Linked DNA regions of Mus musculus: all the other regions are linked to region 2. The links are chromatin contacts, called in public HiChIP or PLAC-seq, capture Hi-C and promoter capture Hi-C maps. All regions are on one chromosome and are shown on one strand. The core of a region is the stretch at or near the end of the contact, and the rest is flanking DNA. Distances in the headings are between cores, read along the strand shown.

Evidence for each region. Promoter capture Hi-C pulls out the DNA fragments that hold promoters and counts their contacts. HiChIP or PLAC-seq counts read pairs in DNA pulled down with a chosen protein or histone mark. Capture Hi-C pulls out chosen DNA fragments and counts their contacts.
Region 1: a promoter capture Hi-C map of hippocampal neurons shows a contact between it and region 2, with 6 times the contacts expected there. The contact joins the promoter of BC016548 here to the promoter of Fjx1 in region 2. A contact is called at or near these places in 2 of 39 promoter capture datasets (hippocampal neurons and liver), 1 of 115 datasets of contacts at active chromatin or transcription factors (stem cell-derived neural progenitor cells) and 1 of 9 other capture datasets (liver).
Region 3: a promoter capture Hi-C map of embryonic stem cells shows a contact between it and region 2, with 6 times the contacts expected there. The contact joins the promoter of Traf6 here to the promoter of Fjx1 in region 2. A contact is called at or near these places in 14 of 39 promoter capture datasets (the 3T3-L1 cell line, 3T3-L1-derived adipocytes, the C10 cell line and 8 more), 4 of 15 datasets of contacts at CTCF or cohesin (the NIH/3T3 cell line, embryonic stem cells, large pre-B cells and 1 more), 40 of 484 Hi-C or Micro-C datasets (B cells, the G1E-ER4 cell line, the HL-1 cell line and 23 more), 27 of 115 datasets of contacts at active chromatin or transcription factors (the NIH/3T3 cell line, T-cell acute lymphoblastic leukemia, VIP interneurons and 16 more) and 4 of 9 other capture datasets (adipose tissue, embryonic stem cells, liver and 1 more).
Region 4: an H3K4me3 HiChIP or PLAC-seq map of embryonic forebrain shows a contact between it and region 2, with 4 times the contacts expected there. The contact joins the promoter of Elf5 here to the promoter of Fjx1 in region 2. A contact is called at or near these places in 1 of 39 promoter capture datasets (hippocampal neurons) and 1 of 115 datasets of contacts at active chromatin or transcription factors (embryonic forebrain).
Region 5: a contact with region 2 is called in an H3K4me3 HiChIP or PLAC-seq map of embryonic stem cells, with 11 read pairs. The contact joins the enhancer-like site here to the promoter of Fjx1 in region 2. A contact is called at or near these places in 1 of 39 promoter capture datasets (the C10 cell line), 8 of 115 datasets of contacts at active chromatin or transcription factors (embryonic basal ganglia, embryonic forebrain, embryonic hindbrain and 4 more) and 2 of 9 other capture datasets (embryonic stem cells and liver).
Region 6: a contact with region 2 is called in a promoter capture Hi-C map of pre-B cells, with 7 times the contacts expected there. The contact joins the enhancer-like site here to the promoter of Fjx1 in region 2. A contact is called at or near these places in 2 of 39 promoter capture datasets (the C10 cell line and pre-B cells), 2 of 484 Hi-C or Micro-C datasets (pre-B cells and pro-B cells) and 1 of 115 datasets of contacts at active chromatin or transcription factors (large pre-B cells).
Region 7: a contact with region 2 is called in a capture Hi-C map of macrophages, with 4 times the contacts expected there. The contact joins the promoter of Iftap here to the promoter of Fjx1 in region 2. A contact is called at or near these places in 2 of 39 promoter capture datasets (the HPC-7 cell line and HPC-7-derived erythroid cells) and 2 of 9 other capture datasets (embryonic stem cells and macrophages).

What each region holds. Positions count from the first base shown.
Region 1 is chr2:103,387,089-103,390,630 of GRCm38.p6, reverse strand. BC016548 (cDNA sequence BC016548) reads left to right here and starts at 1,587. Exons shown (of 3, transcript NR_130965.1): 1 at 1,587-1,621; 2 at 2,320-2,553.
Region 2 is chr2:102,449,543-102,453,076 of GRCm38.p6, reverse strand. Fjx1 (four jointed box 1) reads left to right here and starts at 1,285. Exons shown (of 1, transcript NM_010218.2): 1 at 1,285-3,534. The coding sequence starts at 1,489. The coding sequence ends at 2,841.
Region 3 is chr2:101,676,771-101,680,561 of GRCm38.p6, reverse strand. Traf6 (TNF receptor-associated factor 6) reads right to left here and starts at 2,142. Exons shown (of 7, transcript NM_001303273.1): 1 at 1,942-2,142.
Region 4 is chr2:103,422,070-103,425,790 of GRCm38.p6, reverse strand. Elf5 (E74-like factor 5) reads right to left here and starts at 1,723. Exons shown (of 7, transcript NM_010125.3): 1 at 1,603-1,723.
Region 5 is chr2:101,754,306-101,757,886 of GRCm38.p6, reverse strand. The region is part of intron 4 of Prr5l (proline rich 5 like); the gene reads left to right. Among named protein-coding and RNA genes, the nearest start is that of Prr5l, 42 kb to the left of the region's middle. Within about 2 kb of position 1,311, at least 88 of the 459 cell types and tissues checked have an H3K27ac peak or open chromatin away from gene starts, as enhancers often do. A contact at or near this core is called in embryonic stem cells, forebrain and regulatory T cell precursor, where this site is marked.
Region 6 is chr2:101,599,092-101,602,367 of GRCm38.p6, reverse strand. All of the region lies in intron 2 of Iftap (intraflagellar transport associated protein), which reads left to right. Among named protein-coding and RNA genes, the nearest start is that of Rag2, 24 kb to the left of the region's middle. Within about 2 kb of position 1,582, at least 100 of the 459 cell types and tissues checked have an H3K27ac peak or open chromatin away from gene starts, as enhancers often do. A contact at or near this core is called in pre-B cells and pro-B cells, where this site is marked.
Region 7 is chr2:101,627,039-101,630,603 of GRCm38.p6, reverse strand. Iftap (intraflagellar transport associated protein) reads left to right here and starts at 1,573. Exons shown (of 7, transcript NM_026592.4): 1 at 1,573-1,723. It overlaps Rag2 (recombination activating gene 2), which reads right to left. Exons shown (of 3, transcript NM_009020.4): 2 at 2,405-2,467; 3 at 1-1,282. The coding sequence starts at 1,257.

The DNA.
Region 1 (3,542 bases), core at 338-2,837, 940 kb before region 2:
AAGTTGGCTGAGGCGATCTGTGGCGGGGTTGGGGCAACTCTTCCTCCAAAGTTTCTCTTTCTGCATACCAGTGTGGCCTTGGCTTGCTCTGTGCTGTGTGGCCCTTAACCTGGTTGGTCACTGGGCTTTGATGTTAAGTAAAAATCTGGTGAATGGTCAGCATTGTTCTCTCTCCACTGCTGCTGTCTTCTTTCTCTGTGAGAAACCTGGCAAATTCTTTCTCTAAATGGGGTATTCTTCATTCAGAGGCCAGACAATGGCTCCCTTTCACTGGCCATTCAGTCTCTAGTAACAGAGACCATGGGGCCTGCCAACAATCTGCTTGTGAAACTGGCCCAGTTGAGGTCCTGAGACTGAAGCAGGGCACTGATGCCCAGAGCAGAAGTGGCTCCACATTGTGTGCAGGGCTTCCTGAGAACCAGCCTCTTCTCAGAAGGAGAGCTGCAGGCAGGGCTGAGGCTTGCTCGAGTTCCTCTCCCCAAGAGGCCGCCAAAGCTTCTCCAGCAGGCTGACACCTGTTCATTTGGCAAAGGGCACCACAGGGTATAGCTGGGAGACTTTGAGTTGGTGGAGTGACCTCTCTGGGTTTTAGTTTCAGGCTGAAAGACTTAAGAGGTAGGTTTGCTATAAGCCTTCAATGGCAACTGTAGTGTGTGGGCCCTTCACTACGTGCTGCATGCTAAATTGAGGCTGATTCTTGTGTAATTTAATCCATAGAACTAACATAGAAAAGTAGATGTGAATGAATGATTATCCCTTATAAGTGAGAGAACCGAAGAGCAGAAGAAGAAATGCAGACAGCCAGGGCAGGAGCCAGACCCTGGGTTCTGGCTTCCCATACTGAGAGTCAGTGGTGTATTAGCTGTTAGCTCTAATCAAATATTGCTTAGGATTCAGTATGGAATAGGGAAAAGTGCTGATAGGCACCAAGGGAGATTTATATTACTTTCAGTGCACACAGAACCACAGTATTGAAGCTAGAATTGAGTTTTGCAGGCACCATAAAGGAAAGAAACCACCCCCAAGAGTTGATGGGGACCAATTATGTGCTAAGATTGAGAGCATCTTTTATGTGCACAGGGAAAATAAATCTGAAATATAAGACTCATTGTCCATGCTGGGACCGATAATGCAGATCAAGGAGCAGTGTAGATGGTGTCCTGCAAGCCCCTTCTGATGTTCAGGACTCTTCTGATGTTTAGTAGCCACGTCAGGATCCTGTTGGCCCTGACAAGTGCACTCACCTTTATGTTTTGGTCCATTTTTTTTCACAACTTGATGCATTTTGCCCTTACTCCCTGTGCCCCATAAAAATCAGAAAGGGCTGTTTCTTAGGTGGTTTCCTTGGCAGCCATTGGAGAAGGGCACTAATATTAATATTTGTAATAACCTTGATTGTAGCTAATGCCCAGCAGCCACTGAGTTCTGTGTTCTGAATAATGTTGCAAGAATCCCAGAGATACTATCACATTTAATTCCTACAATGCTCCTATTCAGTCAAGCTCAAACTCTCTCCCCATTTCTCTGCTAGGTAACGATGACACAGATCAGTCAAACAACTTGCCTAAGGTCACATAGCTAGTCATGGCAGAGCTTGGATGTGAACCATGCTGTTTACCTGGTAAGCCTGAGGGAAGCTTGTGCTGCAGTCTTCACGTCCCTGACCTGGTATTCTGTTGGTAGCTTCTCTGTGGAGATGCTCCATAGGGAGGTCTCACCTAGAATCACTCACCTGCCACTCTATTTTTGTTCTTGGTGTATGGGGTTTTAAAATGATTCTGACTTTCTATTGTTAGATGATCGTGGCCTTTGTCTTTGTTGAACTTGGCTCTGACCTGCTTGCTCAGCTGGACTCTTGGGATTCTAACATCCTTCTCCTCCTCCGAGAATCCAGGGCTTTGTTCCTGTCCTAACTTAAGGAAGGCTCTCCCTCTGCAGGAGCTGAGGATCCTGTGATTTCTCATTCTGTACCCCTGCTCTTTGGGCTCTTTCTGTGTCCCCAGCCTTTGGCTCTGAGAGTCACACTGAAATCCTGGAGTGGTGGTTGGAGAACCCTCATGATTCTGGCTTTGTTGTTCCATTCTTATGGTTAGAACAAGTTGAATGTGGAGAGAGCAGCTCTCACAAAGGTTCACATTAAGAAGTGGCTGAGCCAGGATCCTAGCCAAGCCAGCATGGCACTGGAGCTAGTGGCTACCATCTCATGTGACATCCCTTTTCCTTCCTTTAGATGCTCCAAGTGTTGGGCTGTTTGTGTGTGTTCTGAAACTCCTTTCAGTGTGTGAATAATTCACTAATTTGCTCGCCTTTCCATTTCAGGTTGCTGGGAACAGCTATCACGTGAGGGCATGTGTGTGTGTGTTCTACCTGTCCTCCCTTGATACTCCTGAGGTAGCTGGTCCTGTGCCCAACTTTGATTCATTTCTAGTGAAAAACAACCTGACCTGAAGATAAGAATTCACTCCAGCAAGATCATCAGCTATGATAACTGGACCTCTCAGAGTTCATGTTAACTGGTGACTTATTGCACTCAAGAGTCCTTATGTGTGAGAAGTGAGTCCTGGGCTAGGGTGGTGCTCAGGGGAAGATGGAAAAGCAGGCCTGGTTCTTAAGGGTAGCTGAAGCCTGTGGTCAGTGGGTGGGTCCGTTGTGTGTGTGGAGAGCTGGCTTAGGCTCTGTAATTGGCAGAAGGTCAGCTGTTTTGGTTGTTCCCTTTAGAGTCACTTTGACATCCTGAGTCTTAATTCTCCAATAGAGACCCAATCTTAGCCTCCTTACAGGTGAGAGGGTGGGGAGATTTAGGACGTTCCAGTGAGGCCTCTCCAAACTCACTCTGTTTTGAAGCAGGCACTATGAAGAAGCTGAAGGTATGAAGGATTGAGTGGCAAGAGTGGCAATAGCCAGGGTTCTGGAAAGTTCTGGGAAGCACCGAGGCATGATGTGTCTATGCCTAGCAGTGATGGCAGTGACATCTCCGAAAGAGTAGATAAAGACTGAGTGTTATTCTTAGTGACATTATTAGTCAGTTTTCTGATGTTTGAATGACATACCCAAGGTTTGGCTCTTCATAAAGAAAAGAGGTTTATTTATTTCACTGTTTTGAAGGCACAAAGCCTTCAGGATCATGCTGGCCCCACCCTGACCACAGGATGTCATGATAGATAGGAACATGGGTAGGAGCACTCATGAAAGGGTCTATATGTGAAGACAGGAAGTCAGAGTGAGACCAACTATTCTATTCTTTTATGTAGTGACCCTCTCTAGAGAAATAACCAAGATACCATGGGAACTACAATACTATCTTCTGAGGCCAGTACCACAAGGCTAAATCACCTTAAACTAGGCTCCACTGTTTAAAGGTCCACCTACTCTACATGCTGTGGCACTGGGGACTAAGCTTCCTGCATAGAGCCAAAGGTGGGGGTAAGGGTGGAACAGGGGACGAAACCCGCATCTAACCACAGCAGGGGTAAAGTGTCGTGTGTAGATTTCTGACCCTTTTGGAGATTTGTGATTTTGCTTAATGGCCTAGTCAGTCTTGA
Region 2 (3,534 bases), core at 36-2,535:
CAGCTGAAACCTCGCATGTGTTCCCAGGAGAGGAATATAGGGAAAGGAAACACACACACACACACACACACATACACACACACAATGTGAAAGAAACCGATTTTAAACTCTGGCTGTAGGACTCGGGGAGGAGTCAGAAGAGAACCTGCTTAGCATACGTACTGTCCTGGGACAGTTCCCTGGCAGTGCCAGCTCTGGCTCTCAGGACCCCTCACGGCTCTGATCTTATGACTAAGAATCTCCAGTTTGAAATATGGGATACAAGAAGGGAAAGGAAAGATTCAGTTTGTTTCCAAGAGATTTGCTGGTAAATTAAATCCAAGAAAGTCTGGAGGAAGATGCATCAGTTTTTATAATGTGTTGGTTTGTTTTTTTCTTCACTGCCCCACTTCCCACTAGTCCTTTTTCCTTTACACTAAACTAGTAAAACAATTGTTTATTTTCCTTTGTTTGGGAGAAATTTATAATTGGGAATAAAGTGACTGACTAAATGACAACTTAAAAACAAGGTGAGAATGTTGACAATAAGTGTTTATATCTATCTAGATATCCCTATCTCTACATATTGAACTTTCTTTAAAATGGGAAAGCCAAGTGGCATGCGACCAGGGGACCTGACTTGGCTGTCCAACTTGCACAGCAAGGTTTAATTCCAAGCATCCCTGAGAAAAGTCACAGAAGTTAACCTCATTGCTCTCAAGCCTGCAATGATCCATACCGGGGAGCTTGCATCTGGAGAGAGGTTATGGGTTCAAAGTCATTGGCTACAGATGGTTCCTCTCCCAGCTGGAGTCACATCCTCTAGGGCTCGAGACTTTCCGGGGAATTTACATAAGCCAGCGTGAATCACACCAAGTGAGGTAGCAAAAGGACTCACCCTGACCCCTGCCTGTACTGCGGTGGGGGGCTGTCTGAAGTTTTCAGATCAGACACAGTCCAAAGGAGGGTACAAGGGGATCATCCCACTCCCAACAAGAGCACCGGACACGCCGCTACTCCCAAGCCCTACAATTGGTCTCTGCCCCCGCCCCCGCTCCGACGCCCCCGCACGGACGCCCTCAGTTCAGCCTCCTCCCCGCCCCGAAGTCCGGGACAGAACGTGGGGCCACCTCTCGCTCCTGGAAGGATCGGTTGCCGCTTTAAGGGGAAGAGGAAGGGAAGGGGCGGGGGAGTGGGGGGCGGGGAGAGGCGGCAGAGGAGGGGGAGGGGGATCCCCCTCGCTCCCACGTGGTCCGGGCGCCTGTGAATCGCGCCCGCCGGAGGGTCTCACAGCGAAATACAAAAGCTGCTGGGAAGCCACGGGGAGGCGAGTTCCCAGCGCCGGGGCAGAGCGCTGGCCAGAGCCCCGCAGCGCTCCGCGGCCGCGATGGGGCTCCGGCACCCGAAGCCCCGGAGCCAGCTAGCAGCCGGGCCCGCCTCGCCGCCCGCACCCGGGCGCCCGGGCTTGGCTTGAAGCGGCGGCGGTGGCACCGGCGCGCCGGCAGGAGCATGGGGAGGAAGATGCGGGGCGCCGCCGCCGCCGCGGGGCTCTGGCTGCTGGCTTTGAGCTCGCTGCTGACGCTGTGGGGAGGACTCCTGCCACCGCGGACCGAGCTGCCAGCCTCCCGGCCGCCCGAAGATCGACTCCCTCCGCATCCGATCCAGAGTGGCGGCCCCGCGCCCGAGCCGCGATTCCCTCTGCCCCCGCCCCTAGTATGGGACGCCCGCGGCGGCTCCCTGAAAACTTTCCGGGCGCTGCTCACCCTGGCGGCCGGCGCGGATAACCCGCCTAGGAGGCACCAGGACGACCGCGGGCGGCACGAGCCCTCCGGGCTGTCCTGGCCAGAGGAGCGCAGGGCGGTGCACGGGGGCGTCTTCTGGAGCCGCGGCCTGGAGGAGCAGGTTCCCCGGGGCTTTTCCGAAGCCCAAGCAGCAGCGTGGCTGGAGGTGGCACGGGGTGCTCGGGTGGTGGCTCTGGATCGCGGGGGCTGCGGACGCAGTTCCAACCGCCTAGCCCGCTTTGCCGACGGCACCCGTGCCTGTGTACGCTACGGCATCAACCCAGAGCAGATACAGGGCGAGGCCCTGTCCTACTACCTTGCGCGCCTGCTGGGCCTCCAGCGCCACGTGCCGCCGCTGGCACTGGCTCGGGTGGAGGCTCGGGGCGCGCAGTGGGTGCAGGTGCAGGAGGAGCTGCGCACCGCGCACTGGACCGAGGGCAGCGTGGTGAGCCTGACGCGCTGGCTGCCTAACCTCACCGACGTGGTGGTGCCCGAGCCCTGGCGATCAGAGGACGGCCGTCTGCGGCCCCTGCGCGACGCCGGGGGCGAGCTGACCAACCTCAGCCAGGCGGAGCTGGTGGACTTGGTACAATGGACCGATCTGATCCTCTTCGATTACCTGACGGCCAACTTTGACCGGCTTGTGAGCAACCTCTTCAGCTTACAGTGGGACCCACGCGTTATGCACCGCGCTACGAGCAACCTGCACCGAGGACCAGGAGGGGCGTTGGTCTTTCTGGACAATGAGGCGGGCTTGGTGCACGGCTACCGGGTAGCCGGCATGTGGGACAAGTATAACGAACCGCTGCTACAGTCGGTGTGTGTATTCCGAGAGCGGACTGCTAGGCGCGTCTTGGAGCTGCACCGGGGTCAGGACGCGGCGGCCCGGTTGCTGCGCCTCTACAGTCGCCACGAACCGCGTTTCCCAGAGCTGGCGGAGCTCTCAGAACCCCACGCTCAGCTGCTACAGCGCCGCCTTGACTTCCTCGCCAAACACATTTTGCACTGCAAGGCCAAGTACGGCCGCCGGCCCGGGGACTTAATAACACTCCGAGGAAGAGAGGGACTGGGGTATGAATGATGGGGGTTAGGGCTGTCTTCTCTGCCACGGGCAACGACCAACCAGCCAACGCCCACCCAATGGTCTGATCGCCAAGCTGTCTAAAAAAAAAAATTGTGTGTTACCCACTTGCCCCTTTCTTTTCATGCCAGGCTGTTTCCTTTCCAAGTTCTGGAAGGGCAAACTCACCGAGGCGAGAAGTGTAACATTCCCTCCACCTAGCTTATAAAAAGAGTTCTGTGCTTGTGTGGAGATTGGATCCGAAGAAACTGGCTGCTGGGGTTTGGCCCGGGAATGGCAGTCTCTTTGGGAGATGCAGTCCATTTTTGTCGCCCCCTCCACCCCTTCCCAAAAAGGAAAACTTCCGTTTGAGCTAATTCCTCTATTTCCTACTAAACACAGCGCTGGTGGCCCCAGAGCAGGCTGTGACAAGGGCTGGTGAAACCCCCTTCCTGTGTTCGCCCTTTGTTCCGGCGCGCGATGGTGAGATAACTGTTCCAAGCTGAGGGACAGCTCTGGATAGGACAAAGAGAGCAAGACTTCCCCGCCCCTGGGAGCCCTCCAGACCCTGACAGTTTGTCTCACCCATTCCTGAACTCCTATCATTTTGGCCTGAAGGCTATGAATTCAGGACTAGTTATAAGCAGAGTCAATAATGAATTTCTTCCTGCGTCTCCCAATTGACCAAAATTGACAATGATGATGTTCACCAGA
Region 3 (3,791 bases), core at 893-3,392, 770 kb after region 2:
CCAAAGTCACTAAAATAAGTTCATATGTTTTGGTATAAATATTTTTCACAGCTTTTTAAAAAAGAGCTTATTTAGGTGGCTCTATCCATGAACAGAAGGGGCAGAATTCAAGTCTTTCTTTAATCTGGTCCTTCATGACTGCAGTTGTTTGGCCCTTACAACCTAGCAAGGCAGGCTTTAATGAAACGCCGTGGAGGTAACCATTACCAACCTCTCTCAACGACACAGTGCATTAATAAGAAAATCAGCCTTGTCAGAAGTCATGGCTTCTATCTACAGATCTCTATCTAGGTACAGTTTATAATTCAGAGACAATGCTGTCAAATGCCTTGCCTACACATTCTAAGTCAGCTGGAGTGCATATATAAATAACATATAATTCATAAATCAAAACTTCGTAGAAGAAAATACTGACAAGTTACCTTTAATTCTCTACTATAAAGAGCTCACTAGATGGGGCCCACCGATTGCCCTGTGACCTCCATAGGCGAGCCTATGTTAGAAGGCCTACACACACACACACACACACACACACACACACACACACAGAGTAAATAATTCTGTTAAAAAAAAATCAAACCCAAACTTTACTAACAGCAACCATTTACCAAATCCTTAAAAATCCATTCTTAAAATACAAAGATCCGAAAATGTGTTACAATGGTTAAGAAATAATACAAACATTCGATTGATGTAATTTACCTTTGAACTCAAATTCAAGGATCTTTTCCTTACTCGAAGATTGTTCGCATCTCTAAAACCCAAGAATTTTGGACCCTCTTTTATACAAGTCAAGTGACTAAAACTGATGAGGAGCAGATATCAAGTAAAACAGGGCTATAATACTGAAATAGTATATACAGGGCATCAAGGCTGAAACTCAAATATGATTCTTGTATCTATCATGTGGCTAAGCCACTGGTTCAAACACTTTCCTCGAGTCACATGACACCTCTTTACCCTCCATTTCAAAAACCAAAAAGAGCTCTCCCCACCCCGGCATCCTCAAAGGAGGTATGAAAGGCCAGCAGCTCAAGTCTCAAAGCCAATATAATACTTCGGCTGTGACAAATTGTTCTCGTTTCTAGACGTCTGTCACAGGCTAGCGGACTGCTCTCAGAAAACAAGCTAATCCTATACATCCAAGCGTTAGGTGCTTTCTGTTCACACACAAAGACAGTCTAAGTCTCATCCGGAGTTCCCCTGAAGCCAAATACTAGGAACAGCTTTAGCAACACGGCGTCTGGAACAATCGAGAGAGCGCAGGGGTGGGGAGGGGAACATTGGTGTCAGCGTACTTTTTTTTTTTTTAAACTTGCTGCTTAGGTTAGAACCGCTCTCGAATTTAAAAGGGCACACAAAAAGTTTTCCCCTGCACTCTGGGAGTTTGAAGGGATTTTCTCTTTTCTTCTTTTCTTTTCTTTTCTTTTCTTTTCTTTTCTTTTCTTTTCTTAATTTAAGCTGGAAGGGACGGGAAAACCCAGCAGGCGATTTCCTTCCCCGGACAGGGGAAAACACCAGGTGAGGAAGAGAGGGGCTGGGGAGAGGGATGCCGTGTGCCGGAAGGCGACAGAAACGCCAGGAGAGGCTCCTAAACCAGGGGCGGGTTCAGGACCTGTGGGGCTAGAGCAGGGGAGACCCGCAGTCCCGGGGAGGGCACAGAGGGCTCCTCCGGCTCGTGGGAGGACTGTGGGCGCATCCTGCACCTGTCAGGCGACAGGGACAGAGGTGGCTTTGTGCTGAGACAGGGGGTCCCAGGGCTACCCAGACGAGAGGGGGCAAGGGGGCGGAGTCCCGGACCCGAGGGAGGACGTGGAGATGGCCAGTCCTATCTGTGGGAAGCGAGGGCTCGCGGCGACAGGTCCCTGTCCCGTGGGGAACCGGGGGTGACTCTCCCGGGCCCGCGGCCGCCGGAACTCTAGTTCGAAGCCGCTCACTCACCGATCGTACACGCTGAGACTTCACAACCAACTGGGAAGGCTTCCCCGGGCTGCGCCGCGTCGCCTACATACACGGCACTCCGAGACCAAGTGGCTCCGACGCCAAACTCCCGGCTCGTGGGCCGCGGCTGCTGCGTCCGCCGACGGCCGGAGCCTCAGCCCCAGCCGCGGCCGCCGCTGCTTCCGCCTTCTCAGCTCGCTAGGAGCAGCAAGGGGAGGGGAGCGCGCCCCGGGACAAAGAGGCCCCGCGGGAGAGGCCGCCCCCTGTCTGTGGTCCTCCACGCTGAAGCCTTACCCCGCCCTTCCTCGCAAAGAAGTTTTCTCAATAGGCAGAACCTTACATTAATCACGTAGCCCTTCCTCGGACCAGTGCAAAACAGTCGTCTCATGCATGAAACATTTCTTCACAATTGCTGCCATCTGCATGATCCCATTCTCCAACATTGTCACGGGAGAGCTATTTTGAGTTCTCAGTTTAACTGGATGCAAATATCTACGGATTGTAACTGGCACAATGCAATAGATGCCCAAAAGATTTTCACCCTCATCTGAAAATTTGACTCATCTTCTCCATCTGATATGAAAGGTATTATTGTGTATTAAGGCTGTTAGGTAAGGTAAGTAGATACATGTAAATAAGTTATTTAAAATCATCTAGGAAATAATATGTGCAGTAAATATCAATAATACTATCTTTTGCTGACATCTTAGTAGAAGGATTCTTTCAAACATAAGAATCTAGTACAACTCAAACTCAATTCTTCCTCTATCCCCTTTAAAAAGTGCTTTGAAATGTTTAAGGCATGAAGAGTATAAAAAGCTACACCCAGGCTTCTGTGTGCTCATCACGCAGTTTAAGAAGTAGAAGGAAGCAAGTTGAATTGCAATACTCTGCGTATAGCTGTCCCCTCCACTTATATAAGTAAACTCCTGAGGTATGCAAAAAGGGATCATCTTACAAAGTCAGTGGTGGGTAAAGGACCAGTGAGATGTCTCAGCGGGTAAAGAAACATGACTTTAGTCCTGACGATATGCGCTGGAACTCCAGAACCTACACCGTAGAAGAGAACCTATTGCCAAAAGTTGTCCTCTGAACTACAAGTGCACACAATGGCATGCACATAATGCACATGTGTGCAAGTGCACGTACATACACATACACACACACACACATGCGCACACTACAAAAAAGAGAGAGAGAGAGGCACAGAGAAAAGAAAAGGCAGGGCATTGGATTTCCTTCATTTATTAGTGTGACCTCTGGAGCAAGTTAGTCACGTGACAGACATTACAAGCTTCCACTTCCTAAATCATAGAACAGGTTTACATCATGGGTGGTACCTTACACACTGTTGTCAAGGTGAACTAATAAAAAAAATTGATGTGGGAGAACTTAGCAAGAGGCTTTCAAAAAGATCAGGTGTTCTGTGTTTATTTCTTTTTGTTTTTGTTTGTTTGTTTGTTTGTTGGTTGGTTGGTTTTTTAACACAGGGTTTCTCTGTGTAGCCTTGGCTGTCCTGGAACTCACTTTGTAGACCAGGCTGGCCTCGAACTCAGAAATCCGCCTGCCTCTGCCTCCTAAGTGCTGGGATTAAAGGTGTGCACCACCACGCCCGGCTCTGTGTTCATTTCTTTAAACTGTTTTTCTGAATGTTCTTGGGGGGGACCTCATCCTAATTCTGCAAGTCCTATACACACCCTACTACTTTTTGTATAATAGAGAGTCTTGGGCATAGGGAACGTATACATCTCTGTCTGCTTGCAGTCAGGCAGGGCCATGAGAAAGTCAGGACTCGAGCTGTGATGGAGAAGGACTCCTGTCGTCTGATTCCATCCATGCTGCTGCCTATG
Region 4 (3,721 bases), core at 474-2,973, 970 kb before region 2:
AACGCTCCACGACACCTGAATGCCCACTGCGGCAGAGCCTCACGGATAGGAAGTGTTACTTTCCCACCCTTCGGGGCTCTTTAAGAAGGGTGGCTGCAGAGGGCTCAGTGGGGGTTTCAACACTTGCAGCAGTGGAGGGCTTGTGGGTTGGGTTCTTGAGTATTTGTTCTGAAAGCAACCACTGCATTGTGGGAGCCAACTCGCCAGTGCCTTATTGAGCAATACTTCATTTTTCTTCAGCTCATTTAGGACTTCATTTGTTTGGTTTTTTTTTTAAGCTATATTTTTCTAAAACATCATAGAAGGAAGCTGTGGGCTTCGATCGGAAGATCACAAGTTTTAGGTTAAAGACGCAGAGAATGAGTGTTGTTTGCGGTAGTCACAAAGCAAGCGACGGAGGGCACAATTCCTGCCTAGCCTGCTGCAACCTCTGACTTTCTTGCAGGCGTGCTAAAAGTTTTGATTTTTTTCCCCATCCTGGTCTGCTAATCTGTAAGTACTCATGACCATCTCTGATAACCTACTTCCGAATCCTTAAAATGGACATCTCAACACACAGTCCGCTGAGCGTCCTGAGGATTTAATAAAATCAGTGAACATTGATTGAGTAGCTAAAAAGTTTCACTCTGAAGACTTTTGAGAAGAGGAGGCAACCAAACTGTAAAAGCTGCTGTCCCCAATACACTGAATCATAGAAAGACCCTTGCCGAGAGAATGAAGGCAGGAGAATGAAGCTTTCCGTGTGGATGAGCACGTGTAACAGCCTGGGTCTGAGTCTTTGGACTACCACACAAAACCATCTCTATAAATTACCGGGCCTTCTTGTGCCTCAGTTGCCCCATCTGTAAAATGGAGACTAAGTGCATAATGATCTAGGACCCCTATTCTGTCTTAAATTCTCCTACCTTAACGCAGATGCGGGAGAGCATGTGTTTCCAGTTGCTGCCAGTAGGGGGCAAATGCGCACAAACCCCTGAACGCATACAGACTGATAAGGTTTGAGAATACAGTGGAAAAAAACCCTAGCCACTTCTCTTCTGGAAGCACTCTGTCCTAAGGGGCTGTGGGAGGGCCAAATGAGATTCCTTTAAACTATTTTGTACAAACTCCTTAAAAAAACAAAAACAAAAACAAAAAAAGCCTTAAACAGTAAGAATACCATTCTCTGTATCAAGAGGGGCAGCTTGGTGAGCAGGCCCTCCAAAGAACTGAGGGGTGAGGCCAGGGTTGGGGGAGGTGGTGGGTTTTTCTTGAGCTGGCTATCCGTGCAGAATCCGGCTTCCTCCTAAAGGCAGCTAAAGGATGGGCAGAGATTTAAGCGCCTGTACACATTCTCTCAGCTGCCTTTGGTTTAGTGGAACCAGAGGAAGTGGGGGCCGGTGAAGAGGGTGGGTGGCCACCTTCCCGGAGGAGACAAAAAAAAATCTCTCCGGCAAGCCGTCAAACCTGAGTCAAACACCCCCGGAGGAGGCACTCTGGCTTCCTCACGGAGGGGCTGCCGTGGGAGCTGGAAACAGAGACTCAGTCCCAGGCCCCAGCTAAGTCTCTGAGCCCCGACACCCCCTTTCAATTCATTCAAAAGAGCAAAGAAAAGCTGCTTACGTGAAGACAAGTGGTGGCTAGGTCCAGACAGAAGGCTTTCAAGGCAAGAGAAGGCAAGCGCGCTCCCAGCACCAGCGGACTGTAGAAATAAAGGCACCTGTAGCCGTGTGATATAAGTGACACCTACAGACAGGTCCGTTTGGTTTTTCAGGTTTATGCACAGCCCCTTTGATGACGGTGACATACGGTGTGACACGGCTCCTCGGGGGTGGGGGGTGGTTTTCACATGCAGAAAGTTTACCTTTCTCCTGCTTTTGTGCCCAGCTCCCACCACCCACCGAGGGGACCCAGGAAATGAGCAGAGAATTCTTGCCCCCGGGGGGATAAGTGGAGTGCTGGCTGGAGCAGTCTCCGTTGAGCAAGCTGGAGGGAAGGAAATTCAGGCCTGGTGTCTGTTCATTGCAGCCTTTGCCTGGGCTGGCCAAGTCCCGAACCTCTGTATGTAGTGTTATCCCCTATTCTGTGCGTGTTAGGAAAGAAGAGCAGTGCCAAGAAGTGGTAAAGAATAAAGGTGCTTCAGGGATCAAATTCTGAGCCGGTCATTTTCTGGCTGCATTACTGTGAATAAGTTAATGAGCATATCCGGGATCCATCAGATTAATGCAATAATGGAATCTGTCCTTGGGTTGCTGGGAAGGCCATACTTGGTAATGTCAGCCAATCACCTGGAAGCCTGTCCTTGGGCGCTACATATTTCCTTCTATTGATCCTGGTGGGGACCTTCCGATCAGGGGGCAGGGAGAGAGTCAGGGAGCAGTGCTTTCACTGGCCTTTCCACTCTAAGCACCCAAAGGGCGCCATGTTTGAATACAGGAGCCATGTGACAGCTTTCCCCCTTTCCCAGTGTCCTCTGTTTTAGAAATGGCGATATGAAGGGATCGTGGAGCTGCAGTGTCAAACATCCAGAACAACACGGGGGCGGGGGGTCCTGATTGGCTTGCAAGCTGTCAGCTGTCTCACTGAGAACTACCCAGTTTTTAGGACATCTCTCAAATCTAAATGACGGCCTAGGCAGTCATCTGGGAGGAGTGTTCATAACCCCCTTTCGTGGGTTCCGTTCCTCTCTCAATCTCAGGCAGCCAAGACACCAAGGTGCTCAAACTGCAGACTCTGTGATCTTGAAGTGGAAAGCAGAGATTGACTGGTTGGTTAGGTTTTCTTGGGAACACTGGGCATAGGCACAAACACTCAAATCCAAACACCCGAACGGCGTGAAGAAACAAAAGGCAGTTCATGTGAGGAGTCATGTGTCATCATGGAAAAATAGTCGGGGCAAGATAAGTGGCCTGTTGAGGCTCTGGCTTGGCTCTGGGACCTTAGGTGGGAGAGCCAGCTTTTCTGGGTCAGAATTCTCCCAACAGTAATAGGAGAAAACGGGATTAAGTTATTTATTTATTTATTTAATCATTTTGTTGGATTTAACAGTGCCTTTAATCCCAACACTCAGGCGGCAGATATCTGTGGGTTTGAGGCCAGGTTGATTTACACAGTGAGTTTTAGGCTACCCAGGGTGATCCACACAATGAGACCCTGTATCACTAGGCATTTTTAAAACATGTTTTTTTTTTTTTTTTTTTTTTTAATGCATACTGGTATTCTGCCTACTTGTATCCTGTATGTGAGAGGGTCAGATCCTCTGGAACTGGAGTTACAGACGGTTGTGAGCTGCCACGTGGGTGCTGGGAATTGAACCTGGGTCCTCTGCAAGAGCAGCAAACTTTGAGCCATCTCTCCAGCCTCTCCTCTTTGCTTTTGGCACAGTCTATTGCTGAGCCTGATTTAGCTACACTAGCTGGGTTACAAGCTTCCAGGCTCCTCCTGACTCTGCCTCTCTAGTCCTGGGATTGCAGGCCTGCCCTGCTACACCTGGCTTTTTCTTTAATTTGGGTTCTAGAGATTGACTGAACTCAAGGCTTGGGGAGGGAAGTGCTTTATCCACAGCACCATCTCTCCAGCCCTTAGGCGGGAGTTTAAAAAGTGTCCTGTTTGAAGGTCGAGAGTTTAGAAGAGGGATTCAAGAAGAGCCCCAAAGCTTTTCTCTAAATCTTCTTGGTAAAATTTCGTCTGAACAAAAGTATCTGCACAGGACCAGAATCTGGAAATAACCGAATTCAGATGT
Region 5 (3,581 bases), core at 62-2,561, 700 kb after region 2:
TTCTTGTCACTAGGCCTCCTGGTCTGTTCTGTTGACAGCAGGATTGGTATGATAGGCAGACTTCCCTCCTGCCTATGCATTGTTGTGGGGCTAAGAAATCCAAAGTCCCAGGTGTGTGTGTGTGGGGGGGGGGGGGGTGTCTGTCTGTCTGCTCCCCTGTGTGTGTGTGTGTGTGTGTGTGTGTGTGTGTGTGTGTGCCTGCAAAGGACAGTTTCTAAGTCATAGACATAAGCTGCTTCGTTACCTCTGAGCAGGGGGGATTTGGGTGTTGATGGTGAGTAGCCGGCTATGTGACCCTCCCTCCCATGACGTCAGCTCCCGGTTCTCACTCATTTGCTAGGTGGGTCTGGGCAAGCTGCTTTATTTCTGTCTGGCTCAGTTTTCTTGTTTGTAAGATGAGGACAAAAATATAGTTTACCCTATTATGTGGTTTACATGAAATAACAGCGGTGGAGAACTCAATGCTAGTTGTAGCATGTAACATAACATAGCATGAAACATGGCAACATAACATGGTGGTCATGATCATGGACCTTGCTACAGGCTACCCAGGTTCAGGAACCAGCACGGCCATTTACTGAGTGTGTTGCTGGGAGCAAGTTGCCATTTCTGTCTCTTTCAGTTTCCTCTTCTACAAAACCAGGACCTAACCTTTAGGACCTACCCATATAGGGTTACTGTAGGGACTAAATACATTTTTATTTACAAAGCCTTACGGGCTAGCACAATAAGAGAGTAAGTGTTTGTTAAATTTATCCTGGTTCTTATTTCTTATGCTGAGGCACAACCCCATCCATTCGAATGGGAAAGGAAGGTTAAAAACACATAGGCTTTTGGTGGTAGTTTGTTTTGTGTTATTTTGTGTCCAAGTAGAGCTCAATTTTAAAACTGTTTGGAGAGATTTTTGCAGTTAGAAAGTGGGACATCATTTTGTTTATTGACTCAGTATCAGGAAGTGATCAACTCTTATGTCCACTATTAAAGGATGACAGATGTCAGTCAGCTAAACGCAAGCTCATATTCACGTGTGTATGTGCAGGTGTGTGCACTCTTGCATATACATGCATAGTCTGAGAGAGAGAGAGAGAGAGAGAGAGAGAGAGAGAGAGAGAGAGAGGGAGAGGGAGAGGGAGAGGGAGAGGGAGAGGGAGAGGGAGAGGGAGAGAGAAAGAGAGAGAGAGACAGTAACCCTAAATCTAGTTAGATCAAGACCCAGTGGAAACCTGAAATTCAGTCAGGTTACCCGGCTAGGGGGAGGAAGGGAGGGATGAAGTCTCAGAATGTGATAGTGAGTCCTAACTGTGAGTCATCTTATTTGCCCTTCACTCAAAGGCCAGCCTCTACCTTACTCTGCTCCCCTGTGGTCTCTATTGATTGGTTTGAAGGCAGGCTACTGAAAATAGTTTTGTTTTGTTTTGTTTTTTTTCTTCTTCTTCATAAGTCCTGAAGAAAGGAGCCTGCCGGGCTAGGCTGCCTTCTGCCTTGACATTTGAAAGAGATGGGGTCCCTGTGGTTTCAGTCAAGTTTTAAATGCCAGCTGTTGTTTGGCCTTGGGGGTTACCCCTAGGCCGGTAGGAAGGGTGTGTCTGGTGGGGACTTGTGCACATGGGAAGCCCTGAGGTTTTGGGAGGTGGCTAATACTGCTTACAAAGATGCCAGAGACTTCAAAACTAACAACCACATGCCATTTCCTACCAGGAACCTAACCGGAGAAGGTGCTTGGTGAACCCCACGTCTTTTTCTCAGCGTGTGGTGTGGGGAATGCTTTTTCAGAACTTTGAATGCGGGGGTTTTTCTTATTTAGGGTGCTAAACTGGAAAAAGACTCGTCTAGACACACTTATAATGCAGTTGTTTTTAAGTTGTGGGTGTTTGTTTCCAGCCCCACCCCTCCCCCCAATGTTTCTAAGCATTTACTTTCCTTCCATTTACCTCTGTCAACGGTTTAGAGTTGTCAACAATACATATCAGAAGTGACATTTAGGAACCTAAATGTGGCAGTGAATATCATCAGAGGTGGGCTTAGAAAATGTTTGCTTTATCCCTTATTGTCATGCCAGAGAAAGTCTATGCCATCTTCTCCAGGACTTGGCAGCCTCCTTAGTTAAGGAAAAGGGAGCTAACCTTGAACTTGGCAGTTTTAGCTAGGGATAGGTGACTGTCAGTATTTGTTTGCTGTTAGTTAATTTCTGAGCGAGTTTTCCACTTGTGGTAAGGGGTGCTGCTACCGGTTTCTTTTAGCACGCAGTGACAATTTTGACAAACAGCTTAAAGAAAAAAAAATGTTCATAAAGGATAACAATGCAGGTGTTCCTGCCTGTGGCCACCGTGGTGAAGGTAGTTCAGGAGACATTCAAGTGGGAAGACTGGGGCTGGGTACCGCTGAGGTTTTCAAATCTGCACAAGAAATCTCCACACAGCAAGGAGTCCCTGGGATCTGGGAAGCTTCACAACAGTTCAGGGGCAAAGCCCCAAGAGGCTCAAACAAAGGATCTGGAGCAAAGCAGGGGGGGGGGTGGCGGGCGGGAGGGCGAGCCTTCAGGAGCCGAGCCCTAGGACAATCAGGAAAGTCCCTCAACCCCCGGTTGTTTCAGAAGAATGTAAACAAGCTCCCTCAATGTGAGGTCTGCACGATGCCCCCCCCCCCCCACCTCAGCGTGAGGTCTGCACGACCTTCCCCCCCAACCTGCTTTTGAAAGTTGGCTTTGCCCTTTTGTGGGACCCTCCTCTCCCGGTGAGAGCTTGGCACTTGCAGAGTCATAGCCAGAGCTCTTCCTGTCTGGGTCTCTACCTTAGAGCAAGTGAGCATTTTTATTTTACAATTTTAAAGAAAGAACATCCACAGTGAAGAATAATGAAAATGACCTGGGGTGAGGGCAGAGACAGCAGGTAAAAAAAAATTCGGCTTATCTCTGCTCTGCACACAGAGAAGACAGCCTGTTTGGGCTGCAGGAACCTGAATAGATTTCTGAGAGACAGTGGCCAGAAAAATTTCTGACATTTCCAGTTTTGACTCTCCCCCCCCCCCCCCCCGTCTGTTTTGAATTGTGCCTGAGAGGAAAATTGAGGTTTCGGAGTAGAACTCTATCCCAGGGACTGCCTGGAGGGATAATTGGTTCTCTGGCGTGTTTGAAAATGGATATTATAAAATGATCTGCATTTTTGGATTCCTTAGTAAGGTATCTCTGTGGTTCAATGTATGGGGGAGCAGGGTGACAAATACCTCCATTTCTCAGTTCTGCATCTGTGGGTTGCTCTGTTTGCTACAAGTCTCGCCCCAAGCTCAGAAAGTCCCATTTCTTTTGGATTGCTTCATAGAGAAACTAAAGTCAAGGGCTCTGAGCAAGGGACTGTTAGGGGAGCAGCAGGCACGGACAAAGCAGTTGTCAATAGGTCATAGATGCCTGGCTGTGTTTGTGTGTGTGTGTGTGTCTGTGTGTGTGTGTGTGTGTCTGTGTGTGCATGCACATACATACATGCACATGTGAATTGGCATACACATGTTTGTGAACTTAAAGGTATGTTCATAATTTGTTTATCTGATTGTTGCAAGAGCCCGAGCAGAGACTGATCATCATTGTG
Region 6 (3,276 bases), core at 333-2,832, 850 kb after region 2:
ATGGGGGAGAGAGAAGAGATGTTTACATTGGAATGACACAGTAAAGAGGAGACTATTGAAATAGTTTTCATAAGAAAAGAAATCTTGACCTAGAACACCTGGCCTCCAAGACAGTAGGCATTTCTGTTTTTTAAACTATCAAGCATGTGGTTATTTTGTCATAGCTGCCCAGGCCAGCTTGCCATAGGTCATGTGACAAATTGGTTGTAGAATTGTACTGTCTGCCTATTCAGAATGACTTCAAAGCCCACACTCTGAAGACGTTTCCTTCCTTTCGGATAGTGCTAGATGGTTTTTATCTAGGTCTGGAAGACACTGATGTGGATTTGAACCATTGGGACATAAGTCAAGACATACATATTTTACCTTTTCTTGAGTATAAGCCCTATGAGATCTGGCCTCTGGTGGATTTTGCATACTGTTGCATACTCTTGCTCCTCCTCACCAGCAATGATGTTTTTTCAGGGTGAAATAGGGGTATGCTGAGTGAATATCTATTGGATGGGCTGAATAAACAGAAAACGAGAGGCAACTGATGGCAGATAGGTGGTGCCTCAGACCCCACTCTGAGGAATATCCACATTCGGGTCATGGTATCCCAGGTTTGCATTGACAAACACAGCGACTGGGAGCCTAAGTACTGCTTACAGGGAAGCCAGCAGGCATAGAAATTTGTAAAAATTAGTTATGCGATGCTACTGGTGATTCAGAAAGGAGAGCAAAGCAGTAGGAAGCCCCTAGAATCAGGGAGACCGGCCTGGAGGCTGAGCAGAGACTGAGCAGGGAGACCGGCCTGGAGGCCGAGCAGAGACGTTAGCTTGGCTGTCGGAGGGGAAAGGACACTTGAGGCGTTGCAGGGAGAGCAACGCAGAGAGCACTGAGGAGCAGATGACTGACAGGAGAGCGAGATGAAAAGAGTTAAAGGCAAGTCAGGAGCGCTTTGCCTAGGCCATGCTAGGCCCGCAGAGGCCGAGTTACTTGTTCAAAGCCACATGCTTCTCATCTGAGGAGTCTTTTATTATTTGTTTCCATATTGAGCGTCTGTTCTTTCAGAAGCTTAGAATCTTGTGCTGGGATTTGGTTTACACGTCTGGACTGATAAATTTTGACTGTCAGTTCAGCCAAAGGAATATTACTACTCATACTTGACAACTTCTAAAAAATGTAATTAAAAATGAAACTGGAGACAGCACATAAAACAACATGTTTCTAAAGCTGACATATTTTGGTCCCCAAAGCTATTTTGAATTTGAGCGTTAGAAATGAATCTTTAAACTTTCACGAGTGAGGTTGGGTACAAAGAGAGGCTTTTCCCAGTCTGAAGAATGAATTTTAAAATCTGCTGTAGAAAAATACCACAGAGAAAAATATAGCAAGCAGCTGGCCCTCTTACCCATTTCCAAGCAGGAGAGGAATTTCAGTCGAGCAGAAAAACAGCTTTCTTTCATAAAAGAAAACACAGCAAGAAAAATAATCCTCACTGTGTAGCCCTGCGCAGTTATTTTCTGTCGAGTATTAGACAGAACCCGAGGGCTTAGCATTGTTTTGATACTCTTGCAACTGGCAGATCGCCTGCTGGAGGAAGTTGGAAACGGACTGACCGGCTCCAGGCTTCCAGGTGGCTGTGGTACCACAGCTCTGTGCTGTTGTTGTCAGTCATTTAATTCCCTCCTGAATATTGAATGGTGTTTTTAGTTCACGGCCCATTTAGGGTGTCTTTCTGTTTCCTTTTTCTTTTTTTTTTCTTTTATCCGTTAGCCACATTAAGAAGAAAAAGTTAAAAAAAAATTTAAAAAAAAAAGGCCACCCAGGAAGCTCTTTTGCAAATGTGAGTTTAACAGCAAAGAGCACAATCAAGAAATAACACAGCAAATAGTAAGACACTGACTTAACCTTATGGAAAGTTGACAAGTACCCATGACATGAGGACTTTCCAATCAGACTAGCCAGACAAATCAGGAGAAAGCCTCATTAATATGCCATTCTAAGAAAGGGACTAGGGAAGCAGTGTTATTTTAAAGCTTTTCTTTAAAAAAATTAAAAGATAATTATATTATGTGTGTAAATCCTTAGTTTGCATGTCTGGTGACTTTGAAGGTCAGAAAAGGGTGTTAGGTCCCTGGGAGCTGGAGTTATGGCCAATTGTGAGCAGCCATGGCAGCCATGTTAGTGCTTGAAACTGAACCCAGGTCATCTGCAAGAACAAGTGTTCTTAAGTGCTGAGCCATCTCTATAGCCCGGGGGGCTTTGCTTGGTGTGCCTTTTAGTATCCTTGAAGAAAATGGCAGAATCAACTGTATGTTTATCTAGAGATCATGTAGTAGCCTTCTATATGTGACCTCTTCATAGTAGCATCAAATACTGCATCCAACATCAAAGGAGGAAGAAAAGACCGGAGGACAGGGAACCGACTTACACAAAGCCCATGGAGGAATCCTCCTGCGTTTGTAGCACTAGCTCGTTTTTCTCTTTGGGGGGAACATCTGCAAACTGTAATTAAGCAGTTTTCATTTGTTTCTCAGCTTCTTTCATCGTCACTAAATCACTACACTTAGGGAACAAATTGACAAATTATGAAACACAGAAACTGCTGGTTCAGTTGCAGAAGGAAATTTCCCTTCTCAAATTATGACAGATTTCAAGCTGATGGAGCCATTTTGTTTTAGGTATATTAGCATAAATCTTCAGTGGATGCCTTTATAATTCATAGTCACTTCAAATGGGAATATTTGGTCCATAGATAATCATTAGGGTTTTTTTTTTTTAATGTGTGTGTCTTCTTCAATTTAGATGTAATTGGGTACAGAAAGAAAATATTTAAGTGTGTATAGCAATTTGAATTATGATCATTAAATTTATTTTCAGCAGTGTTCTTAATGCATACCATTTTGTTACAATGATGTTGCTCCTTGGTATGATCCTTAGAGAATTAAGAGGAATTTTTTAAAAACAGAACATTGTTTTGGTTATAATTAAAAGAATGTTTTCTTCTATTGTATGTAGTTTCAATTTTATAATAATATGTATAATGTTTTATGTATGGGTATAAATTAAAGAATTGAATAAGCATATGGGATTTTAAACTTTTACAAAATATAGAAAATTACTAATAGTGAGCTAAATTAATTTGACCTTTAGCTGATTTACACAATATTAAATAGGGGCATGGTTGTTTGGTATTTATTTCTTTGAAGGGAGGTGTTATTTTTACTTCTTGTTGGCAAGTGTGCTGTTACCTAAGGGAACAGGTAAGCTGCTCCACGAGAAGCTGAGGTT
Region 7 (3,565 bases), core at 324-2,823, 820 kb after region 2:
ACATGTTATCCAGTAGCCGGTTACAGACTCGTCATCTTCATCATCTTCATTGTAGGTGTCAAATTCATCGTCACCATCAAAACTGGTTGCTTCAGCACTGAAACAAAATTCCTCTGAGTCTTCAAAGGGAGTGGAGTCCCCAGGATCTTCTGTTGATGTCTGACTGTTGGAGACAATTTTCTGATCTTCACTCAAATCCTCTTCAGAGCATCTCAAAGTATAGAAATAGAATGCTTCTGACATAGCCTGCTTATTGTCTCCTGGTATGCCAAGGAAAATAGTCCCGTTTCCCATGTTGCTTCCAAACCATATTTTGCTATGCTTAATATCTGAGGTCCAGTCAGGAGTCTCCATCTCACTGATTTCAATCGTGTTGTCCCCTAGAGAGACAAGGCTGCAGACCATCCTTTTCTGATTTTCCAGCTGATAACCACCCACAATAACAAATTCATCATTGTTTGTTTGAGTGAGGATTGCACTGGAGACAGAGATTCCTCCTGGCAAGACTGTGCAATTCACTGCTGGGGTACCCAGGGGAAGGTCCACTCTTATTCTATACAAGTTAGCAGGGCGTATATTACTGGCAAGTGAGTGTCCTCCCAAAATATAAACGGTATCGTTTCTGGCAATAGAAACATGAAAAGACAGCCCATCCTGAAGTTCTGGGAGAATATATGATGTAGCACACCCAAATTCAAAATCTATCAAGAAAACATGGGGTAGGCAGTCAGCTACACTATTCCATTTTTCTGTGGTTCTCTGGGTAGAAGGCATGTATGAACGTCCTCCAAAGAGAACACCCATGCTTTTCCCTCGACTATACACCACGTCAATGGAATGGCCGTATCTGGGTTCAGGGACATCTCCTACTAAGTCTTTCTCTGTGCAACGGAAAGTAACTTTTTTGTTATTCTTGCAAGCGACAGACATGATATAAATCTTATCGGAAAGCTCATTGTTTGGTGTTTTCCCTCCGTGAATGATATATTGATGCTTGTCAGAGTCTATGCTGCCTTTGTATGAGCAAGTAGCTGGATAACGAAGAGGTGGGAGGTAGCAGGAATCTTTAGAGAAGATTGCAGGCTTCAGTTTGAGATGATTTTGTTTTATATCAAAATGAAAGACTCCAGTAGGACAGGATCTCTTAGGCCAGCCTTTCTGGCCAAAGAAGAAAACTTGGCCATCAAAATTCATAAGTGAGAAGCCTGGTTGAATTAAGGCTATGTTATGACCCACTGTTACCATCTGCAGGGACATTTTTGATTGTGAATAGGTCTTTTATCTGAAAGGATTAAAAAAACGCAATAACTTAGAATATCTTTTCATATTGGTAATTATGCTTAGATTCTTCCTCATACAAAAGGCTTGTTTAAAAGAAAAGTCATTTTACATGCTTGTCTTAGAATTATAAGACACCTCCTGCCCCCGTTAGGAAATCACAGACACTACTTTATTGTGGCAGCAGCTTGGACCTATTTTAGTGGCGGACTGGCTTTGCTTTGATTTCTGGGAATTGTAGTCCTGCATTCCTAGAGCGTCCTTGCTTTGAGGGCCCAAAGAACTACATTTCCCAGGAATCCGTGTTCTATGGGCTGTGTAGTTGGATAAATTGTCTTCGCTGCTTCATGACAGAAACCTTATAGGCTGTTTGACTGGATAAGGACTCCAAACGTGCGAAGGGACTAGATGGACGCCATGGTGACGGACAGCTAGGGAACGGGAGGTGAGAGTTCGGCCCTCTGTCGACAACGGGGTGCTGGAAGGCAAGAGTATCAGGAGGAGCGCTGGCAAACCCGTGCTCAAAAGTCGCTGCAGCTTCTCCTGGGACTCTTACTAGGGTAACCCTGTCGGAGGCACATAGGCTTCTAGCCCGTATGGTTGCCTGGAAGCAGTAGTTGGAAGGGAAACCGTGGATGAGGTGTCTCTACTGACTCTGCACTGGATGTATAGAAACGAGACTCAGAATTGCGTTCTGAGGGACACTTCGCTTGTTGGGACAAGAAGTTAGGAAAGTCTTTCAAAACAGAAAGAAGAGTCTCAGAATACCTAGCATAAAGCGGAGAAACAGCTTGAAATTGACCCCCCCCCCCCCCGCGCTGGTGCACATAGTAACGGAAGTGTAGTAAGTAATTAGGCGGTTGCCAGGGATACTTTAGAGCCCAAGCCCGTCCAGTCGCAGCTTTCTTTCCTTTTTGTTTTGAGGATTCTTTCAGGGAAACAGAGGAAGTTCTTTAACTAACCCCCACCCCCACCGCCCCCTAGGAAAATAAAATTATCCCGTTTTAGTTCACTTTTCAGCTCATGAACTGTGAGATGACTCGAGTAATTTTATATTGAATACAAAGAGGGCCTCCTTTCATACTGCTGTCAGATAAAGTAAGCTTGGTAAGTTATTATTACCTACCTTAGAGAGGTATGAAGTGTACTTCCTGCTTGTGGATGTGAAATACTCTTTCTTATTTTGGCACTAAATGTTGGAACAAAATAAAATTTACTTTTAAAAGTAAGTTGTTTAAAAAGCATCATAAGACAATGGTCAAGATTAGGACTCAACACTATCAGACTAGATTCAAATCCTGGCTGCCACTTAGTCACTACATGGCTTTGAGCAAACTGTTTAACCAACTCTCTGTAACTCGATTTTCTCCTCTGTAAAATGAGGTGATTTTACCCACATGGATTGATGTCAATTATGATTAGTAATTTACGACTTGTAACGAACTGAGAACAGACCTTGTACACAGTATATAGTAGATACCATTGTCCTTGAACTAATAGATAGCAAGGCTGTTTTTATCTGCTGATAATGAGAGCATACATGAGAGATGCTGCAGATGATTAGAAGGGACTATAGGATGATGGAATTTGGTCAGTGGATGTAGACAGGTAAACCTTTTATTCTTAGTTTATTTTTCTTTGACAGTTTCATATAGTTTATTCTTATGATTCAGCCCCCTCTTTTATCTCCCTCCTGTCCCTGCCAACCTTCCCTCCTTCCTAAAATTTTTTTCTCACATTTCCTACATTAATATCTTTTTGTTTGAGTTTTGACCCCTGAGTTTAACCAGAAACATCTGTGTGGCCATGGGTTTGGAACTATCCAGTCTCTGTGTCTCTCTGTCTCTGTCTCTCTCTCCCTAAATCTTTCAGTAGTCAGTTGTGCAGCAGAATGGGGTATGGCCTCATGTGCTCCCCTCTAAGCAATGACTGCCTGTTATATAGGGCTGGTCTTGTGCAGGCCCAGTCTAGGTATTCATAGCAACTGTGAGTTCATGATTCCAGTGGGTGTGTCATCTTAAAGATAGCATTTCAAAGCTTCTCTATCTTCTGGCTCTTAACATCTTCCAGGTCCCTCCATTCTTTCAAGATATTCTATAGGTAGCAGAGGGGATGGTGTAAGTGCTAAACTTTTGAACCAATAATAGTTGGATAAATGTATAAGCCAAAGAGTATTGGTGACTCAGTGTAGATAACAAAACAGGGCATTTCTTTCTTGTCGCTGTGCATATCCATCACTGTGTATACAAGATCTAAAGTTGTGGTTTACAAGTCTAAATCTGGGATG